2 separate regions of the Mus musculus genome follow, and region 1 is linked to region 2. A link is a contact called in public Hi-C data. All regions are on one chromosome and are shown on one strand. Each heading gives the region's core, a stretch centred on a gene start, on an enhancer-like site or on the middle of the called end of the contact. The rest is flanking DNA. Distances are from core to core; before and after follow the strand shown.

What was found. A called contact is a pair of places that touch in the nucleus more often than the background predicts.
Region 1: a contact with region 2 is called in a Hi-C map of cortical neurons, with 4 times the contacts expected there. The contact joins two enhancer-like sites. A contact is called at or near these places in 1 of 39 promoter capture datasets (neural stem cells) and 1 of 484 Hi-C or Micro-C datasets (cortical neurons).

The regions. Positions count from the first base shown.
Region 1 is chr2:117,388,621-117,393,652 of GRCm38.p6, forward strand. No RefSeq gene overlaps it. Among named protein-coding and RNA genes, the nearest start is that of Gm13982, 27 kb to the right of the region's middle. Within about 2 kb of position 1,856, at least 31 of the 459 cell types and tissues checked have an H3K27ac peak or open chromatin away from gene starts, as enhancers often do. A contact at or near this core is called in cortical neurons, where this site is marked.
Region 2 is chr2:116,974,459-116,979,228 of GRCm38.p6, forward strand. No RefSeq gene overlaps it. Among named protein-coding and RNA genes, the nearest start is that of Gm46758, 60 kb to the left of the region's middle. Within about 2 kb of position 1,438, at least 300 of the 459 cell types and tissues checked have an H3K27ac peak or open chromatin away from gene starts, as enhancers often do. A contact at or near this core is called in cortical neurons, where this site is marked.

The DNA of each region.
Region 1 (5,032 bases), core at 606-3,105, 410 kb after region 2:
ACAATTGGGCGAATGTAAGAACTTCAATTCAGCTCTATAGAGATAGATTGCTTTTGAGAAAGCATTGATAGGGGAGCCACTGGACTATGATTGAAACATTGACAGAACTGAAGCTTGAACAATGACATAAAACTAGGAGGTCCAACTGAACATATTTGAAAGCTGTATCCAATGTCTGTATTTTTAACTACTGGGGTACTGTTAAGGGCTTCGAGCTGATGGTCTAATTGTATATCCTAAGGAGGGATAGTGGAAACTAGTTGGTAGATAAAGATATGACTAGGTCAGGAAGGAGCATGAGTAAGGAATGGAAGAGGACTTGGACCACCCAGGAGATCAGAGGCTGCAAGGAGCAGCCTGTCTAGATGGGGATGGCTTTCTCTGTGTGACATCAGTCATCAAGATCAGAGCCAGGGGCTGAAGAATGGACTCAGCAGTTAAGAACACTGGCTCTTCTTCCATAGCCTCTCGGCTTGATTCCCAGGACCCACAGGGTGGCTCACAATGGTCTATAACTCCAGTTCCAGGGCTCTCTCCAGACCTCCTCAGACACTGCACATGTGTGGTACATGAATGCAGGCAAAACACAGATATACATTAAAACAAACAAACAAACAAACAAACAGACTAGGGGCCAGTATACTGTAGGCTTTGAGCTACATATGGTCCGCCATCTATTTTGTAAACAATAATTTATTTGGAAATATTGAATACCTATTCTTTTCTGTAATGTCTACAGCTGCTGTAGTGCACACTGGCAGAGTTCAGTAGTTGCAGCAGAGATCACTGGCCCTCAAAGTCTGAAGCATTTACTTCCTGGACCTTAAAAAGTAAAAGGTTTGCTGGTCCCTGACTAAGATGACCATGATATATGTATCTTACCTTACCTTGCCTCTTATGCTCAGCCATTGGCTTCTTTAAAGAGCAAGGCTTAACCATGAGCTCTGAGAGCTCTGGGCTACACTGTCTCCATCAGTCCTTCTTTTCCGTAAGCTTTGTTGTCAGTAGCAGTGGCAGCAGCCCAGGCGTGACCCTGGCTGTCAGAAGCAATGGGACATGGCCCCAGAATGCCTACTGAAAGAAAAATGTATGTCCCTAGCCAGGGACTATGCAGCTCAACTTCTTTAAGAGCTTGTGGGTGCATCCTTCTTGCAGTCCCAGCTGCTGGTAGCCAAGTCATCTGTCCCATGAGACCTTCCTCCAAGGACAGCTTAGCCTTTCTGATTTTTCTTAGCGAAAATTTAACAGCAGTGACAGACCCCTTTCAGAACATCAAGGAGGCCTTACACACACACACACACACACACACACACACACACACACACACACACACACACGGAGACCTGTCCGTGTCTCTGGAGGAAAACCTCACATTCTCAGCATGTGGCTTTTACCACCATCACTGTTGCTAGGTTACCTATCATCTGATTGGTATTTTCAAGATCCTGGTTGAAATCTCTTTGTTTCTGTAATCCTAAGGATGCTTGCTTCAGGTTTTGTGTTTTAAATGGAATCTGTGTTTGCGTCATATAAAAATGGGTTGTCATTTTCAACGGGCTAAAAATTCATCAAAACCCCATCCCTCAGTTGCTGACAGTGACGCAGAATTTCCATTTTGGCAAGGGGCCCAGCTTCAAGGCACTGGGTGAAATGGGAATTTCCTTGCTGACGTTTAAAAGCAGAGTGTTTTTCCCCTTGACCAACCCACTTGAAAATCATTGCTCACCTATAGATAGCTCCTATTTGTTTCTAAAATTAGATATTTGTTTGTAGGTTGTTTGCTATGACATCATCAGCCAAATCTACAGTGTCAGGCTGCCCGGGAGAAAACTAATTTCCTCTTGAAAACTGCAGTTCTAAAAGCTGCACATATCTCACCCTCCTTGTCAATAGGAACCGAAGAACACGTCACACCATGCTGAGTGCTATACCAGCAAACTACATAAAAAGGATCCCGCTCTTACGGCTAAAAATAAGTTACACGGGTGTAAGAACATCGGTGTGAACTGGCCATGGTGTGGCAGAAACAAAATTAACTTTCAGAATCTCTGAGCCATCATCCCTCAGCAGAAGACATGGGTAACTGTTCATACGGAGGAGCAAGCCATGTGTGTCAAGGTCTCTGAGCAGAGGAAAGATAGAGCAATTTCAAGAAGTTTCCAAGTCGCAAGTGGCAGGGGCAGGTGCTATGGAACTCAAGCAATGATTTTAAAAGATGCCGTTTGACACATAGGCAGTTCTAGACGTTGTGATTCAGGGAGTATTGCTGAGGCCAGTAGTCTTCTATAATACTATGTTGTCCCTCTATTCTCCCACATTATGGGAATGCTTAGCAAGTTTGTAGACATGCTTGGTTTTTGCAGTTGGAAAGAAGGATGCTGCTGACATGTGAGGAGTAGAAATCAAGGTTGCTATTAGATATCTAGCCATGAACATAACAGGTTTCTACAACAAAGAATGACCAAGCTCCAAGTAACAGCAGTGCAAAAGTGTAGGGAGAATATCTTGTGTCCTGTGTGGAAGCATCACCTATCAATAAAAAGCTGTTGGCCTGTTAGCAAAAGGCAGGAAATAAGAGGTGGGAGTTCCCGTAGAGAGGGGAGAGAGAGAGGGAGAGACAGGGATTCTGGGGAGTTACTCAGGTGCTGGAAGATTCGCCACTCAGTCTTGAGGAGATGGCATATGAAACTGAGGAGTAACTAGTCTTGTGGTAGATATAGAATAGAATCAACTGATTATATAAGTTAAGAGCTAGTCAGGGAACAAACTCAAACTATGGTCTAGTTATTTATTCATAAATAAATAAGCTTCCACATTGTTATTTGGAAACTGCGGCGTGGGTAGAAAAGCCTGTGGTTACACAAAAGTTAATACTGCATCTTTAGGATGCAATTCTGTCATGATGGATATAATGGCTAGTGTTGTTAACTTGACAAGATATAAAGTTATTTAGGAGGCCAATCTCTGAGCCTATGTGTGAGGAGTGATCTAGATTAGGTTGGCCTCCGAGCATGCCTGTGAGGAATAACGTTGGTTAATTAATTAATGCTAATTAATGTAGAAAGAGCTGCCCACTGTGGGTGGGACCATTCCCTGGACTGGGATCCCAGGCTGAATAAAGACAAGATAAGATGAGCACCAGCATTCTCTTCTTTCTGGTTGTGGATGTAGTGTGGCCAGATGCTTCCATTTTCTGATGCCATGGCTTCCTTGCCATGACTGGATCTTGCACTGGGAGCCAAAGTCAATCTTTCAGTCCTTCAGTTGCTTTTGTTAGCATATGTTATCATAGCAACAAGCGAAGAAACCAAGACTAAGGCTAATGATCTCACAGAGCAGTGTCTGTGGCAAGTTACTATTGTACAAGTATTAGTAGTGACGTGTCCACTGCTGTGAGACTTTGTCAAGTTTGTAGTAAGCAGTGAGACAGAGGAACACGCATGGATGTGATTTTCATTAGGCAGAGAGGTGAGACTTCAGGATTCCTTAAGGAAATGGAAAAGAAAAATATTTTATGTTCAGGCTTGAGAATGGAGAAGTTGAGTTTGGGATGAAATGACAAGGACAAAAAGAGGTAAATGGTCCTATGGAGGACAGAGGGTGGGTGACAGATGGGGACTACGACATGACCCAGCCTTCTTGGGCCATAGTCTAGGCTCTCCCTGTGGCTCACAGTCAGGTCCTGCTGCATGTATCCGCCCATCTCTGGAGAGAAGCGTTTGAATCATCACGCTGCCTCTCACCTCTTCTTCCTCATCTCATTCCCTGGAGACCTGCAGAAGAGTACTTCCGAGAACCCCCCAGGGATGCTCTTAGCATGTGAACAATATATGGGAAATGAGACGCTAGACAGAGGCAGGATCCTTTCCCAAATTATGCAACTGGCTGAAGGCACTCCTGTTGAAATCTAGTTAGGACTGCCCATAATCTGCATATCCACTTAATATTTGCATTGAGATTGCAGTATTAAGACACCTTAAAAACAAAACAAAAGCTATGGTATGAATTTGGAAAAAATGAAGTTATTTCTTCTCCTGAATTAGCAATCATATATGTAGAAAACCAACGTACAAGTTCAGCACTTGGGAAGGAGAGGACTGATAACCATGAGTTCAAGGTCAGTGAGGCTACATAGTGAGTTCAAGATCAACCTGGATGGCATAGCAAGACTCTGTCTAAAAACTAAAGGCTGCAGATGTCGCTCAGTAGGAGAGAATTAACTTTGTATGATCAGGGCCCAATCAATACTTAGCAATGAAAAAGAAGCAATGTCCAATTAAAATGCTAGAATTGAAGAAAGCTATACGCATATAAACATAAATATATACTAAAGATTACTTTTCTTCTCATTACAAAAACACCTAAAATGAGCATTGAGAAGATATTATATTCTTATTAGGAACAACAATTATAAAATATTTATAAGGGTGTACTTTATTCTTGTATATAAAGGCTTAGAATTGTAAGTAAAATTTTCTAAAACTTAATGTAAAAACTTCAAACTTAGGGAGATTATCAGATTTTGTTTCCTTTGGGAATTGTATAAAGTAATCTTAATGACGAATGTCCCAGAACAGCCAATAGTCATATTTAAACTGAAAGGAAGGGCTAAGCAAGGTGATGCACATACAACCCCAGCACTATAGAGGCGAGACCAGAAGGAAGGCAGCTTAAAGTATTCCTCAGCTGCGGAGCACTGTAAGGCCAGCCTGGGCTACACGAGGGAGACCTTGTCTCAAGAAAAAGAAGGAGGAGGAGAAGAAGAAGCTTCATAGAGCTTCCAGGCTAGCCTGGGCTACATGAGGGAGAACTTGTTTCAAAAAAAAAAAGCAGAGGAGGAGAAGGCATTTTAAAAGGATATGCTATCTTTTATTGTAACTAACACTGCAAATTAAGTATGAAATACGAGTTTCACTGTATCATTTCATAGAGGCACATACAATGCATTGACCATATCTGCCTCCCTTACTATGAAAAGGCTTATTTTAAATTGGACTTGTTTTACTGGCTATCAAAATAATCTCTAATCATA
Region 2 (4,770 bases), core at 188-2,687:
CTACTTCTCGTTTGGAATTATACAAAACAAACAAAACAGAGGATCGGACTTCATTCGCTCCTTCATTGAATGTATTTGCCTAGCATAAGTATTGTTAAGGACCTGCTCTGAACACAGAACCTTTCCCATACTTCTAAACAAAACAAAACAAACAAACAACCCCCCCCCCCCCAAAGAGATCATGATGCTCAAGGCAGCACACGCCTGAACTCCAGCACTTGGGAGGTAGAGGCAGGCCGATCCGGAATATACCACCATTCTTGGCCACAGAGGGAAATTCAAGAACCAAGTCTCAGAAACACAACAAACAAAGCAAAGCTACAACAAAAGAATCCTGTTCTCTAGGAAGCACCTGCTGGGGAAGAGACAGACTTAACTCCTAGAGGAAAGAAAGCACTATAAAATCAACTAGAGAACTCAATGAAATCTTTTTATATGGGTGTTACTGGGCCTTCAGTTCACACACTTGCCCCATGGGTATATATATAAGGTGCCCACCTCCAATTTAGAAGGAATTCCATCCTTCTTCACGGAATCAGTTCCTGAGCCTTAAGATTTTCCCCGGTAACAAATGAGAACCGCTGTACCCAGAGCGGCTTTGTGAGTTGCCCAGTCACCCACTTTTCTCCAGGGGGGAAGGAAGAAACTCAAGAGTCTCAAAATAGCCCGGTCCTAGTCCTTCAACAAGTGCAGGTTACATCACTTTACAGGGCTGGTTGTGACATCACTTCTAGACCTGAACGCGGCCCACCCCACCACTGAGAAAATGGAAAATGCTGAGCCGCAGCCTCAGGACTTTTTCATCTAGAGGCAATTTCTGTCTGCCTAAACCTGACTGCAGGGCAGGTGGGTGCAGAGCCCAGCAAAGAAGCCTTTGAAAGCAGGAACCCAGGCTCTGCAGGTCAGCTTGGAGCAAGTCCAAACTGGGTTCTAGCCCGCACACACCCCCGCCCCCTGGTGACAAGCAATCTGTTTATGGGGACACTTTTGTGAGGTTACAGAATCTCTGCAAGAGAGGGAGCGGGTTCTGGCCTGGTTTCTAGGTAACCCGCCACACCAAGGTGCACAAACACGATCGGACAGAGAAGAGGGGTAAAAAGAGAAGCTGGACGGCCAGGGCCCCCTCCCGGGCCGCCGTGAAACGCGCTTTAATTGCTTCAAAGAGCCCTTCTCAATGGGGTTTCAGAGGCGCGGGAGCGGGTCCCCAGCGAGGGCTCCTTTCCGGCTGGCCAGCATTCCTGGGCGCTGCGAGGGGAGAGCCCGCGGCTCATTTCCATGCCTGTCGCATACTGCCTCCGTTGTGCCGGGCCGGGCCGCGAGGGGAGCGCGGCTGGCAGCGAACAAAGCCCCATTCATCCCCGGGGACGGCTTCCTCCCGGACCAGCCGCGGCCGCAGATGGGCTGGCTCGGGCACGCCATCCATCTCCAGGCCGGGGAGCGCGGCCCCGCCCGCGCACAGAGCGGTGATGCAGGGCGCCCCCGGGCTGCCGGACCCAGGCCTCCACGGAGGGGGAGAGGCTGTGCGGGGACAGGCGAACACTGAGGCTTTTCAGTCGGGAAATCCCGTGTCCTCGCCGGCTCCTTGAGAGCGAGGATGTCAGTTTCCACCGCCCTCTTCCCCACTCCGGCCCCCCGGGATGGTACGGTCCGTCTTCCCTGGTTGTGAAGGGACTTTGTTTCTCCTCTGTGGCCTCTGCAGTCCCCACGAAAGGGTCACTTCCTGACTTTTGTGTCTCTTCAATTCAGTGCCTTCAAAGTTCCTCCCCTCTGGTTGTGACTAAGTACATAATTGCGAGGCTTATCCATAAGGTTTTCCAGAATTCAAACATCCCTCCAGGTTAGTCTGGGACTGTAGCTTTGCAATAAACATCTTTTGTGTGTGTGTGTGTGTGTGTGTGTGTGTGTGTGGTTTTTTTTTTTTTTTTTTTTTGTCTTGTTTTGTTTCCTTTCCCTCTCCCCTGCTGGCCTGCGGGGAAACGCACTTGTTCCACAACTGTTTGCAGACTCCATGCGCTTTTCCTTTGGTCCCACGTGTTAGACCCCCCCACCAAAGAAAGCTACAGAACTCTAACGTCAAACAGAAGTGAGGCTAGGTCACTTTTCCTTCACTCTGAGGAAGCCCCTCCAGGCTGAGTTTCACAGCCCAAGACAGAAACAGGCTCCAGACACATTCCTCCCGGGCGGATGCAACAGGGCATGGCAGGATCAAACAGCCACCAGACACTGGAGAGACTGGCTCCAATCTATCCATCTTCCAGATAAGAAACGATAAGATCTGAGAGGGGAAAGGATTTGTTCACCTCAGGCGGAAGCTGGTTCATCTCAGTAAAAGACAAAAACAAAACAAAACAAAACTCAAAAAACACAACAATTAAAAAAAAAAACCTTCAAGAAAAATTATTATTCACCAAGTCAATTTGCTTTTCTGCTTATACTAAAAGAGAGCTCTCCTCCAGTGCAAGGGAATTGCTCCTATGTTTCTTTTACTTCCTGCATTTTGAACACCACTGGCCTCTCTCCAAAACAGACCTCTTTCCTCTCGAGGGGAATGAAAACCTTCAAAATGTTCACAAGCAGATAGAGTGACTCTGCACTCGTTATTTCTGAAGGTATGGGGGTGGGGAGAGAAAATTCCAAGTGCTTTACACAGGGCCTCCCTAATTCCTCACAGTAGGCTCTGAACTGGATTCTATAGCTTCCTCCCTTTCACTGAAAAAAAAGGAAACAAAGCTGAGAGAGACTGAGATTAACATTTTCACATTTTCAGGGTCACACATAGGTTAAATGGCCAAAACTGACTCTGAGCTCTTCCAGGCAGAGACGTTGTTTACACAGCCACAGGGCAACAAACCCGGGTACCGGGAGGCTCTGGGCGGATACCAGGTTGCCGGTGAGAGAACACCTCATCCTACCCAGAGGGGTGAGCTGACAGAGGACTTGATTTACCCGGGAATGCTTCTTCCGGAATGCAAAGTGCTAAATTAATTACCACTCCCTAGGCTGCCTTAGCATTTTCTCTTCCAAGGAATGCTCTGGAAATAATAGTTCCTTGGTTTTCTGTCAGGGAAACCTTGAGTTCAAAGTTCAGGCCTACCATTTCCAAGATGGGAGAGGTTTGAAAAGTTATTTGACTCCTCATCTATTAATCAGAGGAAATAAAAGCCATTTTTGTTCTTGTGAGGATTTAAATGAGCCAGCCCATGTAAATGCTTACCTCCACGTTTTCTTCATTATCATTTATATCAAGTCAGGTAGACAGCATTAAGCTTAATTTAAAGCAAGATTTTCTTTATAACAAAGAGTTACTGCTCACCCATATATATATATATATATATATATATATATATATATATATATGTATATATATATATCCTGTATTCTCTGGAAACTCTACATGGTGTCTCTTCATTCATCCCACAGTGGTTGCCTCAAATGTCGCCAGTCATCATGGCAGAAGGGACAAGAGAACACTGGAAAGTAATTAGAGCAGTAATGAGTGGTCAGATGGAAATACAGAATGACGTCACCCCTCAAAGCTCTTAAGAACCAATTCATGCCCCAGTCACTAACCCCAATGACTATAAAGCCAGGACCTGTATGTAATCCTGCTTTGTCCCCAGTCTGGGGAACACCAGAGGGTTAGGGTTAGGTCTGAAAACGCCTGTAACCAGCATTAATGAGGACCATCAAATAACACAGCTTTCCTTCCAGAGGATAAAAATACCAATCCTTTTTGAGACCTCCAACGTCACAGAGCTAGTCCATGACACTTCACAAAAGGTTTTGTCTTCTCAAGATTCTAGTTATGATAAAATTCAGCAATAGTTCCTGCCTACAACAAGCGACCAAAATTGTTTCTCTGCATTCTACCTCCCTGTAAACGGAAAAGCAAAGGTCACAGCGTAAGCTTCCCCTTCTACACACTGAGGCTGAGGGTCAGAGTGGGAAGAGCAGAAAACGTGAAGACAAGAGCAAAAGCAAGTTTCCACCAGGGAACTGAGGCTCCCCACAGGAAGTCCTGTTTGCCTGTCTTGTGATCCTAGCCCTTGGAAGGTAGAGGGAGGATTTGGAGTTCAAGGCCAGTCAGGGGTATATATAAGACCTGTTGTTTACTGCCAGCAAGCGCCCCCCCCCCCCGCACCCCCAAGTTAAAGGACTAAAAGAAGGATGCTACAGAAGACCTTGCCGTGGCAGTGAGGGCCACTGATACCTCCCTTTGCCAATGTGAGATCTGAAGCTGCATCTTGCAGAAGCAATTCTTCACAATTCGCTTGCCTTTGTGCTGGCAGTCTCCGAACAACTGGAAGGCATCTGGACTTCATTTGATGAGTGCTTTGCTCATAACCAAACCTCCATTTCTCTTGTTTTTTTTTTACTTCTGCTCATCTTCCTTCTCAAATCATCCCACTGTATTCGTGTGTGTGTGTGTGTGTGTGTGTGTGTGTGTGTGTGTCCATCCCTAGACCCTTGGTGCCATGGTAAGGGCATTGTTCTACAGAGACTTGTGCCCTGATGACTGCATCGGAAGGTGGCAGTGTTGAGTGGGGAGGTAGGGCTTAGTGGTAGGGAACAGAACAGCCCACCCTCATGAAAGGGGTAAGGCTGAGTGAGGCCCCACAGACTTCCAATGGCTTCTTGGGAGAGGAAGCTCTTGGGTGTCCGAGTACTTGACCTTCTTGCCCCTCAGCACTCCTCTTCTCAGGTCTCGGCTGCACTATTTACATCTTTAGAAGGTGGTGGTAGCATGAGTCACGTGCACCTCTTTTTACT